3 separate regions of the Zea mays genome follow, and all the other regions are linked to region 3. The links are chromatin contacts, called in public Hi-C maps. All regions are on one chromosome and are shown on one strand. Each heading gives the region's core, a stretch centred on a gene start, on an enhancer-like site or on the middle of the called end of the contact. The rest is flanking DNA. Distances are from core to core; before and after follow the strand shown.

What was found. Hi-C and Micro-C count contacts between places; a contact is called where the count stands out from the background.
Region 1: a contact with region 3 is called in a Hi-C map of tassel, with 2.3 times the contacts expected there. The contact joins the promoter of LOC100274680 here to the promoter of LOC100282700 in region 3. A contact is called at or near these places in 2 of 25 Hi-C or Micro-C datasets (endosperm and tassel).
Region 2: a Hi-C map of ear shows a contact between it and region 3, with 1.9 times the contacts expected there. The contact joins the enhancer-like site here to the promoter of LOC100282700 in region 3. A contact is called at or near these places in 2 of 25 Hi-C or Micro-C datasets (ear and endosperm).

What each region holds. Positions count from the first base shown.
Region 1 is chr4:53,783,737-53,788,066 of Zm-B73-REFERENCE-NAM-5.0, forward strand. It overlaps LOC100274680, which reads right to left and starts at 2,260. Exons shown (of 10, transcript NM_001148999.2): 1 at 2,122-2,260; 2 at 1,782-1,813. The coding sequence starts at 2,201.
Region 2 is chr4:53,766,886-53,771,447 of Zm-B73-REFERENCE-NAM-5.0, forward strand. It overlaps LOC100274680, which reads right to left. Exons shown (of 10, transcript NM_001148999.2): 9 at 3,906-4,007; 10 at 2,354-3,821. The coding sequence ends at 2,763. Among protein-coding and RNA genes, the nearest start is that of LOC100274680, 17 kb to the right of the region's middle. Within about 2 kb of position 1,651, at least 18 of the 20 cell types and tissues checked have an H3K27ac peak or open chromatin away from gene starts, as enhancers often do. A contact at or near this core is called in ear and endosperm, where this site is marked.
Region 3 is chr4:54,020,122-54,024,385 of Zm-B73-REFERENCE-NAM-5.0, forward strand. It overlaps LOC100282700 (Signal peptide peptidase-like 1), which reads left to right and starts at 1,789. Exons shown (of 5, transcript NM_001414627.1): 1 at 1,789-2,360; 2 at 2,503-2,571; 3 at 2,870-3,730. The coding sequence starts at 2,933.

The DNA of each region.
Region 1 (4,330 bases), core at 1,010-3,509, 240 kb before region 3:
TCCGGATCAGCTTTGGCTAGCCAAAGCCATCTCATGCGCAGTGCCCACCCCATCTCTTGAGAAAGAGGTGTCTCATATGGCAGGATTTTACGGAAACACCAAATACCAACTGAGATCCAACACTTGTGCAGGGTATCTGACTTGGAAAAAAATTAGGACAATGGTGTTTGAGTAACACATGTAAGACTTTCCACAATTGCATTCATACCAGGGTGCACACGACAAAACACAATATTTGGATGAACTTGACAATATCAGGAATCAAGATATCACCAAAAATATTGGAGAGATTCTAAGCTTCCATACTTTCACAAGGAAAGAAGAGAACAATGGAAGGAATGTTATTTCTTTCTCCTTTGATGAGGGGATTCTTTTCGAACTGCACAACAGACAGTATAGCTTCGGGTTTTTTTATTGAACGTGCTTAGCACGTATTTCATAAAGAAGGTAGAAAAGTTACATGGCTTCCCCTATTGCCGGGTGAGCTGCCCATCCACACGTTTCACCGGCGCAAGGAGCGAGAGAGATAGAGAGCACTAGAGCAGAGACTTGCTTAAGACGCTACTACAGAAAAACCTTCATTGGCAGTTATTCCAATGAAGTTCCCGAATACAACATAATCACAAAGAACGACGGTCATGAGAGCTCCAGTTATGTCAGTGACCCACCTTCATTGGCAGAGGGTGCCTTGATTACAACAACGCGACCTGATCGTGTTGAACTAAAAGACTTGAGAAGCGGGGGCTGGATCATCCGGAAAAATGTCCTTTATGTGAGCAGGAGAGGGAGACAATTGACCATCTGCTTGTGAATTGCGTTTTCTCAAGAGAATGTTGGTTCCTCCTTCTAAGGCAATTCGGGCTGCAGGGTTTGGCCCCCCAACCAACGGATATTAATTTTATGGAGTGGTGGCATCAAGCAAATGAAGCTATTCAGGGGTCCTTCAGAGATGGCCTAAACTCCCTCATTATGCTGGGCGCTTGGATTTTGTGGAATCATCGGAACAGATGCATCTTTGATGGCCTTTCCCCTAATGTTGCTAATTTCCTAATCCATGTGGGGGATGAGCGCCGTCTGTGGGAGACTGCCGGGGCCAAGGGGTTGACATCCCTTGTTGCCTCCCTCTCTCATGTAGCCTAGAGTTTTATAGATGAGTCAGTCTATGCTAGTTTCGTTCAGGCCGCCGTAAGGCGTCAGTTGTACCCCGGTTTATTTTAGACCTTGTTTATTTCTTCTTTTAATAGAATGATACGCAGCTCTCCTGCATGTTCGAGAAAAAAAAACTTTAGTCAGGAGAACCAAACACCCCCTAATAACTTGTCTCATTGCATCAATACCTTGACATTGTATCTGCTTGGTTGTACTATACAAGACCACTCAATGTACATACAAATCATTGGGATTCTGGGAAACAGTAAGCAGTGTAGAAAGGTAACAGGTAATCACACAGAAATGTGTCTAGGCTTCCAAACTTTCAAAAGGAAAGAAGAGAGCAGTGAAAGGAATGTTATTCCTTTGTGGCTTTGTCCTTCGAGGAGGAAGGTTCTTTTTCGAACCGCACAGCAAGGGGTATAGCTTCGTGTAATAACTTGGCGCCTTGCATTAATACCCTGGCATTCTATCTACTTTTCTACACCACAAGACCACTCCATGAACATGCAGGTCACCGCGGGAGAGAGCAGCAAGCAAAAAGTGTAGAAAGGCCCAAGGTAAAGACAGAGATGTGTAAGCAACGCAAGTGTAAAAAGAAAGGCCGAGGGTAAGCAGATAGAGATATGTACCTTCGGAATCCCATGAGATTGCCACAGCGGGCCTGCACGATGGCAAAGAAAACAAAGCTCAAACACATAAAAAGCCGAAGAAATCTATATTTGCCATGACAGCAAACACAACAACGGCGACACAGCGGTTTCTGGTCTAGCGGGGGAATCCTATCACGGCAAACAACAACTGCACGAACTTTTTCGCATCTAATGGCTGAATAAGTAAAAAAACTACTACAATCGTGCACCCTCATAGCGAATTTCACCAGAGAAAAAGGTAAGCAACTGAACAGTAAAATCCCCGTCCAGGGGGGGGGGGGGGGGGGGGGGGGGGGGGGGGGGGTGGGCAACAACGAACTTGAGACGGAGATCCCCGTCCAGTAGATCGGAGGCATCGGGTCCTAAAGGAACCGGAGGCGAAGCGGCGGCGGCGGCCATCAAACGATTCCAATCTTACAACCGGTAGCCGTCGGTTGGGCGAGGGTGGATGACAGGATGAGGGAAGGTTGGGCGGAAGGGTCAGACTTCAGAGAAAGTCATTATGTCCGATGAAGCTCTGCTGTGTGGACCCACGGTTAACCATCTCGTTTATCCCGATTTCCCGCTTCCTATCCAGAAAAAAAAACGAAAACTGCTGAACGGTTTGGGCTTTCAAATTTAAAAAAAAAAATCCGTCAAAACGCGCCTATATCGAGCGTTTTCGGTTAAACCTTGTTTATTTTTGAAAAATAAAAAATGACATAATTTGTTTGTAATCGGTTGATTGTATGATGCACACTGAATAATAATAGATTCACACAACATTTGATCACTAAAATCGCATACACCTTACATATGCAAATTTGAATTCATATAAAGTTTTTGCACAACACATAATTCCACATATGTCGAATGATGAAGTATCCACGTATTCAGATTGAGCCATAATATTCAAGCATGCTAGAAGCATTCGGGTATAGCCTCATTCAATATACAATGATCATATACAAAGATATGAAATATAATCAGCAAAAAAACATGAATGACATTTGTTGGGGTGAAGGCTAAACATGACCTCGATCAACGACACGAAGGCTCGACCCCTCGATCAACGACACGAAGGCTCGACCCCTTATTTTAACTAACCATACTTGTACAAGATCACGGGCGACCGGGGCCTACGCTATGTAGCAACTTCGACGAGGCCTTCGACTTAGCACCTAATGATCGATTGTAACCCAAAATCCTATTTTTGGATTTATAAGAGTTATCCAAAAGATTAAGAATTAAAGTGAGTCCTAATAAGGGTTCCTCATTTTTTTAATTTATCTTCTCTTGAAGTGAATAGATGGCGATACAAAAAATGTTGTTAGAGATAGACCCTAAAAATTTTAAAACTAGAGGTTAATTTCTCAATACAGGAAAAAAAAAACATAATACGAGGAAGTCTTCAACCCATTTGCTAACATGAAGAATTCTCTCTCATGAGCTAAATAATTAAAAATATTTTAAAAACATTTTAATTAATGTAACCCTTGATAAAAGTCATATGCTAAGGTCCTCTAAAAGTAGATAAGAATGGGATATTCATTTTGAATTAATTTACAATTGTAGCCCACACACAAAATACTATATTCCTATAAAGAATAGTGTATGTGTTCCATAGTTTAAACATTTGCTTAAATGAATAATTAACCTAGAAAATAAACATGACTTGCATATCATGTTGGGTTCTTTATATGTTGCATATAATCTGGATATTTTTTGAATCAACTCATATTTACATTGGAATTTCAGAATTTGAAAAGTAAGAAAATCAGGAAATAGAAATAAGAAAAAAGAATGAACTAAGCTGATTCGGCCCAAGTTCCTCATCTCGGCCCAGTTCAAGTCACCACCCGCGAGGCCCACTATTCCCCCACCGTCCCTACCTTCTTCCACTGCCACGTGGGGCCCGCTGGATAGCCGCTCGGTCAGCTTCTCTGTCGCCCGCACGCGCATCATCACCTGGGCCACTGCTGGTGCTGGCTCGCTGGTCAGTCCTATGTGTACATTCGGACCGCCCAACCCGGCCCGGCCCAAGCCCGAAAAAGTCTGTATTGTTTGAATTTCGGGCCGGCTCGACCCATTTGAATTTTGGACCGTGCCGGGCCGGCCTATGGGCCTAGCCCTCGGCCCGGCCCGTAATTGCTTAAACGTGTCGGGCTCATTTCGGGCGGTCCGAAATGATAAAAGCCCGAAATTCATATTAGGGCCCGAAATTCAATTTTTGGCCCAAAATTCACATCAGGACCCGAAATTCACATCAGAGCCCGAAATTCAAAACAAAATTAATAAAACAAATAAAAGATAAGACAAATAAATTTGATCAAAACCAAACTTAATATTTGTATTAAGTTACCAGAGCTATGCAATGACTACCTCGTTTACAAATCATTTTGTTAGAAAGAAAAAGAGTATAATCAGCTCTATATAAAGTTCGTAAGTTCAGTTCATTATCTAATGTTCATAACAAGAATAAAATTACATCACATACTCTAATTCAAAGCTACAAAAAACATCTAACTAACATTATCTCTAGCTTTGTG
Region 2 (4,562 bases), core at 401-2,900, 250 kb before region 3:
ATAACATATCAAGTGCTCACGCACTTCACTTGCCTCTTTCCAAAATGCAAAAGCTAAGAAACCATTCACTCCTTGCAAATATGCCTTGTTGTGCCTACAATATTTTTATGTTAAATGACATTTTAACCATGGGTGTCATTTAATTTGTGAAACATGGTTTGTACTTAGCATCATTATCGATCCATGTTTTATCCATCAAACTTTGTGTAGGGGACCAGATAGCTTCCAAAATGAAAAAAATATCTTAAGAAATACAATAGTCATATAATTTTATATATCTATATGTCCATGCATATGGTATTCATATCCATGTGGTATGAAAAAATATAAACAGAAAGACAATCATACTGTCACACAAGCGTTTGTGCGGGTTCTTTCACCTTTAGCCTTCTATTCAAATAAGAAGTTGTGCTAGCACTTGATCAGATGTAGATTCAGATGCTGCATTCAATGGATTGAATTAGATAAATGCACATAAAAGTAATATAGAAAAGTTAATACTTTTTTATTTAACACATGACTTGGTTAAATACACGTGTTTCAATTATTTGAGCAAGAACTATTTACCATTATTATATAGTTCTATTAGAGATGACATCAACTCACTCCCTTATAAATAGTCTGCTATGATTTGCTTATGTGCAACTTATACAAGTGACTATATGTTCACATGTTCCAAGTTTCTAGAGAATAAAAAACACTTACTAATTGATTTCCGCATATATAGTCTGCTACAATGTCATTTATTAGAACTAAAGAGCTTAATCCTTGCAAGAAGTAGAACTAAAAACCTCAACTGTTGCTTCCACCTGTATATGTGGAAACTGATCCTATCAGGAAGAATAAAAATATATTCCATAAAGTGCATATATATATGTATAACATAACAAAGGAATTTATTAAAAATGGCTAATAGTTGAACTATTAGTTAAGGTGTTTGGATGTCTTTAACTAATTTTAGTCACTAACTATTAGCTCTAGTATATTGAAACATCCCATAAATATCTTATCAATTGTTATCTAGAGGGATTTCTCACCCGGGAAAAGGAAGGGGATCCAAAGGAATTTGGATTCCTAAACTAGCCGTGAGCGTGAGTGACTGTCTCAATGAGATAGATAGAGATAGACTGACAGACAGATGGAGGGTTTGTTAAGGCGTTACCAGGGGGTCGAAAATATGTGCACTGCATCAAGCATGTAAATACGCCGATCGATCGTGTGGATGCACCTCCGCGTTTGCATGTTTAGTTAGGATTCCAATAATGTCCAAGCGCATCAAGCTGCAACTAGGAAAATACAACAGTATATAGTGCCGTTTTCATCAGGGTAAGCGCACTGCAGTGCGCCTAGTCCGGTCTCAGCTCTAGCTATCTGCCAACACAAAACTGCGTGCCCGGACTCATGTTTTCTTGCTCCAGATGCAGTGAATGCCTAATTCGCATTAACCACACCTCTCTACCAGATGCGGAGCCATCAACGTACTCAAGATCTGCTTGTCTTTTTATTCACGGAAGCTTGCGCACGCAATCACACTCACAGGTTAAAACCTTTCCCGGATACATCCAAACGATGTCCCGGATCGATCGAGTCAGTCCAGAATAGGAACATGCTGTACAGAGCCCACCCGGCCGTCTCTCTCGCTCGAAAGCCGGTGCTGCCTCTGTCAGATGCTGCTGTCGAATCCATCCATCGCGTCAGCAACGCAGGCAGGCAGCAGCACAGCAAACGTGATGTGGCCGTCGACAGCGCCATGCTTCGCCTACGTGAGATGAACGAACGCATGCATATGCCGGCTTTCCCTTCTACTTCTTCCAGGTTCAGTGCTTGCCTATTGCCGATGAACACGACAGATTGGCGATTACATACCATGGGCGGCAGGCAACAGTCCCGGGGCATCTTGTCTTGTCTCTACCGGTTTTGCCTGCCTTGCTGATACAAACGGCACGCCACAGTTTCAAGAGGGGGGCACAAGCAACGGCTCATGCCTACCACAGAGCATACTGTTTGTTCGCTCCAATCAACAGCATAGACAGCTTGCGTCTGAAAGTACACTCCAGTTACAGCACGGCATTGCTTGGAGCTGGACATGATTCTGTTTTGGAACCCAACAACACACTGTACCTTCCTGACTGGGACCATGATGTTGTTGCATTGCACGCCTCCAACGCTCCATCCAGGACGGACAAACTTCAGTCTTTCTTGCTGCCATACCCCATTCAGCTGGGACACCTCTCACTGTCCAGCAGATTTTCAACTCGCCCAATCTCACATGCATCTTAGATGAGCTCGCACAAAGACAGCACACGTAGGTGGTACAATCAACAACTTAAACTAGATCAAACGACATTACAGCTTTCTTTCCCACATTGTGTTTTTTTCCTTATTTGATTATTTCTCCTTGTACAGGTCTAGATACAACAACAACAATATAGCCTTTTTACTTTTAAATCAGACTAGAGTACAAACCTAACAGTTACAATTACAACTTACAACAACAACAACAAAACCTTTTAATCCCAGGATAGGCTAGAGTTAAAATCCAACATCAACAGAACATTTTACTTCTAAGGTAAGCTAGAGCTGAAACCGAACAAAAACCACAAATCAAGGTTCAGACACATGGTTAGCTATTTTCCACTGGCCCCTATTTAAAGCTAAATCTTTGAGTATATTAGACACAACAGCTTTTTTTTCTTTGAACTGACAACTTTCACCTCAAACCCCCACTAGTTAGCAACCAACCTTTCCTCAGGCTGCAACCATCATCCCCAGAAACCTGGGCCAAAACCATATGGTGGCCTCTGCACCATCCTATTGTCGATGTACTGCACTTGCTGAGCACCATTGATACCGAATGGGTGAAACCCATTCACCATGGGGTGGTAGACAGCTGGAGGACCGAAGAAAGCCTGGCCTTGATGCTGCAGCTCAATACCAGGATTGAAATGAAGGAAATTACCCTGTCCTTGACCTACCAATCCCTGATGAGAATGAGGATGAGGATAGGCTGGATGCATAAGTGGTTGTGGCAACCCATAACTAAAAGCAGAAGGGCTGATCAGGTGCTCAGGTATATGCGCAAACCGATCAACAATTGGCTGGCTGGGCCAATGTGCTTGGGGGATAAAAACAGAGCGAGGCCTGGAACTAGAAACATGAGTATTAGCAGCACGGCCGGTAGATACAGTAGCCTTCACTTTCTTCTGTTGCACATGATTACATGCTGAGTCAGGTCCCACCTTGCTGCTCTTCTTATCATCTTTCTGTCCGGGAGAGATGATTTGCTTCTCCTGCTGAAGGGACTTCTCCTGATCAACATACTTATTGTTATTCTTCTGGATGGGAGACACTACTATTGGCTCATCCTGCACAAGGGGCTTCTTGTCATCTTCCTGGCCGGGAGAAATGACTAACTTATCCTGGTTAAGGGGTTTGGTCTTCTTAGCACCTTTCTGAATGGGAGAACTAACTGACTTCTCTTGATCAAGGGTCTTCTTACCATCTTTCTGACCAGGAGAAATGGCTAATTTATCCTGCTCAAGGGCCTTCTTTTTCTTAGCATTTTTCTGAATAGGGTTAGTTCTGGTCTTATTTGGATTAGTACGCTTCCTCTTAATAGTTTTCTGATGGGGTTTAATGACTGGGTTAACCTGGTTCAAAGGCTTAAACAACAGGGCCTTTAGCTTGGGCGCAGCAATTTCACCCTTAGAAAACTTGCTCAAATCAGAAACGCTAGCCCTTAGGCATTCACATATTTTCTGCATCTCCTTCACCCCTACCGATCTGGCAAAATTCTGAGATCGGTCCAAGAAGTCCTCAACCTGCATGGATTGTTTTGCTACATAAACAAAGTTTTGCATGCACCGTCCAATACAATGTTAAACCAAAATCCGTAGGAGACTTACATTCAAGTTGCCAACACCCTTCGCCCAGGTCTTCGATATCCATGTCCCTTCAAAATTGCTAGCACAGAGCCCTTGCTCCCATAAACCCTCCACTGACACTAGCTGCACCAAATAAGTCCAAAAGTGTACGCAATTGAGCAGAATGAGCCACAATAACGTGTAAACTTTGTAAAAAAAAATACAGTTTCACAGGTACAATACCAAAAAGAAATAGAACTAGAACTTAACTGTAACTAGCTACATACTAGAATGACTTAAAAAACAGGAGGAACCACCGTTTTTGTTAGTCAGGTCCATAGTGGCATGGTGAAAATTATTTACAGGAGTTAATATGTTGTATCACCCTCTAGAACACAGTTGATGTATGACAGGTTTTTTTCTGTTATCCAAGTTCTGATGTGTTCCAGAACTTATATATGAGTAATGCATAGTGTCCTGAAAAGGTGTTCTTCATGGTTTTCATTTTATATTATCCAAAACTAAAGAAATATGCTAGAATAGCATGGACTCCGGGCTATACAGGTTATATAATCAGCAACCATTGAACAGAAAAAAATTGAATCTGTAGCTTCTACAAAACTGAGAAATTATGCTATAATAGCCTGGGCTCCAGGTTAGACAGGTTAATCTGCTTCACATAAAATATCAAACTACAAA
Region 3 (4,264 bases), core at 539-3,038:
CTTCACACATAGGAGAAGCAGCTAAAGACTTATTACATAAAAAGGGAAATTGAGCAAGAAGCCAAGCTAAGGAATATTTATTAGGATGACCGAGACGGCGATGCCAAACATCAACGGATGTGGTGTGTGCCAGAAGAGCCGTCGGGGAAGCAGAGATGGTTCCAAAGAAGGGATAGAGGTCGCCGAAACTATTGGACCTCATGATTATTTTCTTGGTGGCCAGATCCTTCACAGAAAAACCATAAGGATCAAATTCAATTGTACATGAGTTATCAGTAGTGAAACGACGCACAGAGATTAAATTCTTGATTAAGTGGGGAAGATGCAAAACAGAGGATAAAACAAAGGTATGTGGTGGTGAATGCAGAGAGGTATGGCCGGTACCGTGAACAAGAATTTTGGATCCATCACCAACAATAACATGTGAGGAATTAAGCGATGATGAAGAATAATAAATAGGTAAGAGTGATATGGTGGAGAAGATCAAAGCGACCGAGAATAATGGTGAAGAGTTGGCTCCATTTGCCGTAGTTGTGAACTTGAGTATCAAGAGTGTACGACACAAGCGATTTGATGTTCACGCTGTGTATAGCTTGAGAGAGAGGAAGAGCGGTGGTGGAAGAAACGACAGCAGTAGTGCTGGAAAATGAACTCTGCGTATCACTCATGTCGGACGCAAAAGAGGGAAAGACAGGATCTAGGCGGCTGATACCATGTAAGAATAGAATAGAAGAAGAACTGTTCTGTGTATAGTGCCATTCGGTGTACAATGTATATATAGACCTGATTACAAGAGATAGAGCCGGATGGCTCGGTACACACGTAAGAATAGGAGCTAGACTCCGTACACACCTAAGAATAGGAGCTAGACTCGGAATATGAATCTATACATAGTTTAACATCGCCTACTGTAGCAGCTGCTGTGGCTGGGAGAGCGAAGGTAAGTCGATGTCGGAGAAGCCGAAGTTGGCTTCCGGGTCCAGGAGGAGGTTCCTGGTAAGGAGAGAAATGAAGTTGGACAATGGGTTGATAGGGCATTTAACTATTTGTCATCTTTACAAAATCCCCTTAATCATGTGTCACTGACATGGTAAAAACTTTGCCACCCACCCCCTAAATAGTGGTAAATAATTAATTTTTCTAAGTTGGATAAAAAGTACAGAGTTATTTTTAAAAACGACCACGATGGAAGTGTTGAGCCATAGTGATGCTTTATAATAGTAAAGTTAGAGAAGAAAATAGAGAAAAGCTAAAGATCACCACCACTTGGAATAGCATAAGCACATAACTAGGTCTTGATATCGAGTCAGCTCAATCGACTCGGTCAAGCTCGATCTGGCTCGTTAAGGTAATGAGTTGGCTCGACTAGTCTCGTTATGGAATCGAGCCAGAATCATCTCGGCTCGTCCCGTTTGCGAGCTCGAGCTAGCTCGTTTAGCTCACGAGCTATAAAAAACAATATGTGGTGCACACATATACACGCACAACAATATAATTAATTTCTATTTCATTCTAGACCAATTTCATACTAGAAAAGAGTAATAATACTAACAATTTCATATATCACATCAATTGAACACTAATTAGTATAATTCATCCAACATAAGTGTATGCTTTATTTGCTAACAAATGTTATCTGATTGAACTAATAAGTTATTTCGAGTTTGGCTCGAGTTAACTTGTTAACAAACGAAACTATATACTAGTCTAGCTCGTGATAAAATCAAATCAAGCCAAACCGATCACAAACGGAATCAGGTGCTCCTGTCAGCCCCACCCCCACGACGTCCCCCGGACCCCCGTTTCCTTCCGATCCCCATCCGCCATCCCCCGTTCCCGTTCTTCTCCTTCCGTCCGACCGTCCCTCGACACTGCCGAGGCCGAACCTAGCAGCCGCCCACCCGACGCCCAATCCGCCGGTGCAATCGCAATCTCCGAGGGTTAATCGACTACCGGCGGCTACGGCGCCGCCAGTCTCCTGGCTTAGGCTGCCAGGGGATGCGAGGAGCCAGCGCAGCGCGGCCGCCGGCCAGCCGCCCCCGCCCCACTGCCTATACCGCCAGCTACAGTCGGAAACGGCTGCAAGGCAGTCGGAAGAGGGAAGCCGCAGCCGGGCACTGACTCCGATCCCCACTCTAGCCAACCCCACGCGGACCGGTCCACCTCGGACGACCACGACGCCATCTCGCACGCGTGCTTCCACCCAACCACACAAATCTTCTCTCCCAGGCCTAACCTTCCTCCCCGCGAGCTGCCTCTACTGATTTTGCACTGGCATGCCGTGACGCGGAAAGATGTGGAGATCCATCTTGGACTGATTTCTTCCTTACTCGGTGAGGAACTCCAAACCATCCAGCTAGGTAGGATAGGTTCCCTTGTACGAGTAGTTTGCTTTGTTCTGGGGATCTTCCCTTCTCCCTTTTCCAAATTCTTCACCCTCCGGGCCTGTGTTTACTTTGTGTTTGCTGTAGTATTTGTCTAATCCATCCATGGGTCCAACAGGTTATTCGCCCTCTGCCGGCGCAAGATCCATTTTAGTTTGCCCCCCTCCCCCAAATTGGACTACCCAAGGTGCGGGGACATCCGCCTATGTTTGAACAGTTCTGTTGGAGCATGCTCTGTTTTAAATTGACTGAACCTCCATGCCCTATGCTGAATTTGCTTCTCAGAGAGCTATTTTTTCATTAATGTTTTTTATGTTTGCTGCAAAAGCTTTAATTTTTCTTGTCAAACTAGATTGTGTTGTTTAGGGAGCTTGCACAACGATTAATTGGAAGGAACATACGAAAGAAAAGAACCGGAAGGATTAATCATGCTGTATATATATAAGCTATCCTTGACGCTGCTTGTTGTTTGCTGGTTATTGCAGGTTGAAGATACCTTGGTAGTCAGAGCATAGAATAAGGGTGGACTGTTATTAATTTTCCATAGGATGGAATCCTTGTGGAAGCTGACCTACTTGCTCGAGCCGGCATCACTTGCTCTCATTGCCACAGCTATCTCTGTGGCCTATGCATCCGCATCGCGTGCTCTAGATTATGGCAAAGAGATGGAGAGAAACTTGGATTTTTCAGAGGCTTCCATTACATTGGATCGGTCACAGGCACTAATGATTCCCCTTGCAAGCTCATGCAGTCTGTTGCTGATGTTCTACTTGTTCTCGTCTGTCTCACATCTTGTGACTGCTTTTACTGCTGTGGCCTCTGCGATGGCACTGTTCTTTTGCCTGTCTCCGTATGTCACTTATCTCAAGATGCAGTTCAATCTAATGGACCCATTCGTGTCCAGGTGTTGTTCAAAGTCTTTTACACGGTTGCAAGGTTTGCTGATGCTCTTCTGCATAGCCACAGTCTTAGCCTGGTTGGTTTCTGGGCATTGGTTGCTAAATAACCTACTGGGAATTTCCATATGTATAGCGTTTGTCAGCCATGTGAGGCTTCCCAACATAAAAATCTGTGCGCTGCTTCTTGCCTGCTTGTTTGTGTATGATATTTTCTGGGTGTTCTTCTCAGAAAGGTTCTTTGGAGCAAATGTCATGGTTTCTGTTGCCACCCAGAAGGCATCTAATCCTGTTCACACAGTAGCAAATAAGCTCAGCCTGCCCGGATTGCAATTGATTACAAAGAAGCTGGAGCTTCCAGTCAAGCTTGTATTTCCAAGGAATTTGTTGGGTGGGATTGTTCCAGGAAGCAATCCTGGTGACTACATGATGCTTGGCCTTGGAGACATGGTAGGCCCAATAAATTGTATCTTGCAAATATTTATTGCTTTATTTTGCTTTTAGTCCTTTTCTTTTTATAACGTCTGCTGTTAGTCCTTGAACCCTCCTTGAGTGGTTCTACTTTTAATACCCCAATGTTTGCTGAGCTTCATATTGTTTGTCTTGTCTATATGTATGAACTCTATTTTGTTTCAGAATAAGACCAAATGACATGTTAGTTAAACCCTCTATGGTTTTATTGACATGCAAAGGTAGGTCATACCAAAGAAAAAAGTTACTCTTCGTGAACTCAAGTCCACTGTTCAATGCCTACCACTTTTTGGCAAATCTTAGTTTATCCAGGCAGCAAGATATGCACTGCACACTCCTCTATCAGCTTGATAACAATTAACTTTTGGTTTACAGTAATGCACTTAACTACTGTACAGATCTATATGTAATTGGTCAGGATGCAAGTGGGTACACACTTTGTAGCTCTGGGTCACTGCCGAGGGCCAGTTTGGTCAATGCCTATGCCACAACTAACCTTAGGCAGAACTTGGT